Linked DNA regions of Drosophila melanogaster: region 2 is linked to region 1. Evidence: chromatin contacts called from public Hi-C data. All regions are on one chromosome and are shown on one strand. Each heading gives the region's core, a stretch centred on a gene start, on an enhancer-like site or on the middle of the called end of the contact. The rest is flanking DNA. Distances are from core to core; before and after follow the strand shown. Region 1 holds the start of Fic (Fic domain-containing protein). Region 2 holds the start of Rchy1 (Ring finger and CHY zinc finger domain containing 1).

Region 1 (2,700 bases), core at 143-2,642:
CTCCCCCAAATGGGTCACACATGCATTTTCCCAAAATATAGTATTGCTTATTTCTGGAACACATTTCTTGGGCCCCTGCAGGCTGTCGCTATTTATTTTTAAATATTTTCCCAAGTTCTTTCTATTCCGAACTAACGAACGTATCGCTAGTAAACAGACAAATTATGCTGCTGTAATGACTTACAGTTCTTATCACTTTTCAGCGGAAACTCAATTAACACTTTGAGTACTTAACACAATTATCAATTGATTGGATGGGATTCAGGACACTATGTGGGTTGAACCCCAATCACTGGCACTACCGAAATCTTTCCGAGTCGAGATGAAACCGCTGCGCCCTGTGGCGCTGTCGAACAGCAACTGACAGCTGAATTCCCAGCACGAAGCTTTTATGGAAAGATCGCTTGGCGCGAGAGGCTGCGTTATGCGGAGCAGCATTATCAGCAGTCGAGAACATATGAGTCGGGTTATCATCACGGGTACGACATAATCTACGGGTATGGACCCACCGGTTCCACATTAATGGTTAATATCAGAAGAAGAATCGATTACTACGTCATCGCTCAAGTCGAGTGGAATTAATGAATGAATCTCGCCATGACCTCATACATACACATGATTCACGAGCCGGTCGGTCGGTCATTTGCTCTCCGAGCACTTTTATTTCGCCTGCATCCGATCGCATTAGATCGAAATAGCCAGCAAATGCGTGATCTCATGAGGTGCTCTTTACACGACTCGAGGGGAGAACACGGATTTGGGTACTCCAAGTGATTCAAGGCAGTTAGGTAGAAATATGCAAATCTGGTGACCTTAGGCTCTATTTCAGTCCAAATCGGCAAGACTCGGGTATCTGCCATATATCCGTTCTGTCTGCTGATTAGAATGTTACTGTTTATTGAATTGTTTGGAAATTCGACCGCAATGACTTGACGGATTTGGTGGGCTTCCCCAGCCGAAGAACAAGAATGGTTTCTACGAATGAGAGGTAGAAGTACAACTGTGCTTTGCAGAACTTCATATCATAGTTGAAAAAAAAAAACAAGAGGGCATTTTTTAATAAGCTCTTTTCATGTCGATTTTGCATTATTCACCCATTTCAAATATATTTCGTTTTAATTTGTGAGCGAAGTTAAATGAGTATTAAATACATATTGTATTATTGCGAACAAGCTAATAATAATCTGTCTTAGAAAGTGAAACAAAATAATATATCTTTTTGCGAGTCTTAAACACTAAACATATTTCTATAATTTGATAGATTGCAGACAATTTCGAGACTTATTGGTTTTTGTTTTAAAATTTGAATTCAAAATAACATCCACTATGTTCCCAAGTCCACCGTTCCGCTGTGGAACATGTGGATGTCGTTGCGATTTATATCAGAAACGGTCACACGTAGAAAAGAAGAAGAAGAAGCAAGTACGTGGTGCTAGAAGTCAGACCGCAACGACTGCAATATTGCAGATAAACAATAATTTTGGCCACACGTCTTCCAGCGTTTGGACTCAACGTAACATGTACCTGGCGTGTCAAGTATTCAAAATTCGCGTGAAACACAAAGGAACCTAAAGCATTGGCCATGGGCACGGAAGCAGAACAACCGAGTCCACCTGCTCAGCAGCAAGATCAAGAGAATCCGCCTCTCTGTAAGGCACAAAATCCGAAGCCTGCCCGCCTCTATCGCTTTGTACTGATCTTCGTCGCTGGCAGCCTGGCGGCCTGGACGTTTCATGCCCTAAGCTCAACGAATCTGGTCTGGAAACTGCGGCAGCTCCATCATCTGCCGACCGCCCACTACTTGCAGACGCGTGACGAGTTCGCACTGTACTCCGTGGAGGAGCTAAATGCCTTCAAAGAATTCTACGACAAGAGCGTCAGCGACAGTGTCGGCGCCAGCTACACGGAGGCGGAGCAGACGAACATCAAGGAGGCGCTGGGGGCACTGCGAATGGCCCAGGACTTGTACCTGGCGGGGAAGGATGACAAGGCGGCGCGTCTATTCGAACATGCTCTCGCTCTAGCGCCCCGACACCCGGAAGTCCTACTGCGCTACGGCGAGTTCCTTGAGCACAACCAGCGCAACATTGTGCTGGCGGATCAGTACTACTTTCAGGCTCTGACCATCAGCCCGAGCAACTCCGAGGCACTAGCCAACCGTCAGCGCACGGCAGACGTGGTGCAGAGTCTGGACGAACGCCGCCTGGAATCGCTGGACTCCAAACGAGACGCCCTCTCCGCCATTCACGAGTCCAACGGAGCCCTGCGACGGGCAAAGAAAGAAGCCTACTTCCAGCACATTTACCACTCAGTAGGCATTGAGGGCAACACCATGACGCTGGCACAGACGAGGTCTATCCTAGAGACCCGCATGGCCGTAGACGGCAAATCCATTGACGAGCACAACGAGATCTTGGGCATGGATCTGGCTATGAAGTACATAAACGCTAGTCTGGTGCAAAAGTAAGTTGAAATTGGATATAGCTAGGCAGTATGAAACAATCTATCTGAATTGTTCACAGAATCGATATCACTATTAAGGACATCCTCGAGCTGCATCGCAGAGTTCTGGGGCATGTGGACCCAATTGAAGGGGGCGAGTTCCGACGTAACCAGGTGTATGTTGGAGGTCACATACCGCCAGGTCCCGGCGATCTCGCGCTGCTAATGCAGCGTTTCGAACGGTGGCTAAACTCGGAG
Region 2 (2,700 bases), core at 155-2,654, 41 kb after region 1:
ACACAAATGAAACTACCGAGGCGGCGTATTTGCATTTCAATGTTTCCCAGTCCCCGACTGCGAAAGGCCATCTAAACTAGATAACGACTATCTTGATTTTCACTCCGTTTTCTTAGCCGTCGCGCACTGTACACAACGTACAATGGGGAACAAGAAGTAGTAACTTTATGTAAGAAATTATCAAATAAAAGATCACCTATGATGACTTTCTTCCATTTCTGTATAGTTTTGGATCAGATATGGAAACCTATTAAACCCATATCATTATAAAATGACAATTAACCTGTTAAGAACCCAAATATGTGCATATGAACTACTATCTTGGCCGCTGCTGTTTTTGGATGGGACCTTGTGCCATGTGAGCGGCAGCATATAAATCGCTTGCTTAGCCTGCAGGTCGCCAAAAACGTTCACAGCTCCACGGATTGGGAATCGCAGTGCCTTGGCACACGGTGCGGATGATGAATTAAAATGCGGGCAGGGAGCAGCCAGCCACACACTTGTTAACACAATCGGCGTGCGACTTTCGCTCATCGGTTGGCTGTTGCTGCAAGTCGGTGTTGCACGTAGCAGGTGCACATATTGATGCTGCCAAAGGAGGCATTACCAGCTATATATAAATGTATATATGTACATACTTTTATATATACTTTTATTTGCACAGCGCGGCAAGCTGCAAATTCGTTGCCGAATCTTGTTTGCTCAGATTGTTATTCGCATTTTCTGCGCCGGGGAGCAGGGACCGACAATAAATATTGAAAGTGTGCTAAAATTACAAACGCAAGGCGATTAAGCCAGCCTCGCCGGAAAACCAGTCGGCGAAAAGAACGCAAGTTTGAACTCGATTCAATTCGGTATTCATGTTTACGCACGCACGCACTCACGCACACAGGCACACACTTGCACGCGTCGATCGGGCGGATAAATGCATTAAGTAATGTCACGATCTGGCTAATTGGTTTCTAAAAGTTTCCAATCCACATTCAAACCGCCTTCAAATCGCAGTTTGGGCGTATGTATATATATATACATGTACATATATATGCACATTCATTCATTTACCCAAATCTATATGGTCAAATTTATGTAGAATTTTTAAAATCAATTTCTCGTTTAACGTGTTTCTCGTTTTTGTTTTGTTTCGGCGCTTTTTAAGTTCCCTCTTCTTGACTTTCATCAAGCGCTCATTGTGATATCCACTGAAACTCCGACTTTAATTATGATTTAGCCATTTGTTAATTATACTACACATATGTATGCGTACTTGAAAGTGAAACAACACACACCAGCCGAACGAAGGAGATCGCAGCTCGAAATCGTCAATTGAATTAAAGAGCTACGACAATCTAAATCCGCGTTCCACTCGCGCACCCGGATTCCGCAGACTCGTCCGGCGCGAGTTTCGACTTCCAACTGGCAACGGAAGTTAGCCACTTGTTGCTCCGAGCCACTCTGTCGGAGCTTTTATCCGCTCCGGAGCTTAAAGCTCTCCAGCGGAGCGGTTACAACAAGATTCAGATGCGAAGTCGGGGGATTTATGCACTCGGGTTCATAATTATGGTAATCCTTGTGGACATGTGTCCTTGTTTTCATAATCAGTACACCTATAAGCATTAAAGTGGTAACTTTAAGCAAAAACTTTCTAATTTGCATAGAAATATTCTGATTCTATATATTGACAGGATACACATCTTTCAGGCCAAAAATATGGTTAGCATTTTGCTTATCGCAGATATAGAATACATCAGTTTGATTAAACAGCATTATACTCGATCCGCGATGATCATTAACACCCTCCAATTTATGGCAGCAAGCCTCTGGTTATAAATCATAATCGCCATAGTTTAAATCAGTGACCAGTTATTATAGGTGCATTATACTTTTAACCTATTGATCTTTAAAATCATGTTAATCCATTATTATAGGATCAAAAATGCAGTAGAAAGCCTTAGGTAAAAGTCGTTGTGGTTTTTGTATACTGATAATAATATGGTCATAAATCAAACAGCTAATTGCATTGTGCAATTTATACAGGTATATTTGTGAAGTAATACCGCCTGCGGTTGTTGCTAAAAGATTCAGAGACGAAACTTAAGGATTAATAGCGCTATATATTCTGTTTATATAGGTGTGAGTCTCTGGGCAGCGTGCAGGTATGTCTGGTCTTAAATCAAATCACAGCTAAATGCATGGGCAACGTTATAGCTAATTGCATTGTCAAAGTCATAGCATTCCGTCCTGTCTATGGCGCAATCTCGCCTAGACCTTCTCGATCTGAACGAATCTCTCGCGCTGATACTGGTCACTGTAGCCGGCGATGAACTTGAGCCGGCCCTCGTACTTCAGATTCATAATGGTCTTCACCATCGGCGGGTGGTCGTTGCCCAGTTCCAGCCAGAGCTTGCCACCGGGACGCAGGTGCCGACAAGCCAAGTCGAAAACCAGTCGAGCCACCCTCAATCCATCGGACCCACCGTCCAGGGCATTAAGGTTCTCATACCTGGGGATATAAGATAGTTAGTGCACTGCATCCATCTGGTATAACATCACTTACACCACGACTTCGGGATGCAGAAACTGAAACTCCTCAGTTTTCACATACGGAGGATTGGAGATGATCAAATCGTACTTCTTGTCCTTCAGCGCCTCCGGCAGGTACTTGTCCTCCTCCATGGTGTGGTTGTGTACCTCAAATCGATT

Evidence for each region. Hi-C and Micro-C count contacts between places; a contact is called where the count stands out from the background.
Region 2: a Hi-C map of the Kc167 cell line shows a contact between it and region 1, with 2.2 times the contacts expected there. The contact joins the promoter of Rchy1 here to the promoter of Fic in region 1. A contact is called at or near these places in 16 of 107 Hi-C or Micro-C datasets (the Clone 8 cell line, the Kc167 cell line, the ML-DmBG3-c2 cell line and 4 more) and 4 of 6 datasets of contacts at active chromatin or transcription factors (the Kc167 cell line and the S2 cell line).

What each region holds. Positions count from the first base shown.
Region 1 is chr2L:6,422,944-6,425,643 of dm6, forward strand. Fic (Fic domain-containing protein) reads left to right here and starts at 1,393. Exons shown (of 3, transcript NM_135182.2): 1 at 1,393-2,463; 2 at 2,523-2,700. The coding sequence starts at 1,583. Tig (Tiggrin) reads right to left here and starts at 367. Exons shown (of 6, transcript NM_001298741.1): 1 at 185-367.
Region 2 is chr2L:6,464,265-6,466,964 of dm6, forward strand. Rchy1 (Ring finger and CHY zinc finger domain containing 1) reads right to left here and starts at 1,405. Exons shown (of 6, transcript NM_135186.2): 1 at 1,265-1,405. HemK1 (HemK methyltransferase 1) reads right to left here. Exons shown (of 3, transcript NM_135187.4): 2 at 2,555-2,700; 3 at 1,953-2,500. The coding sequence ends at 2,260.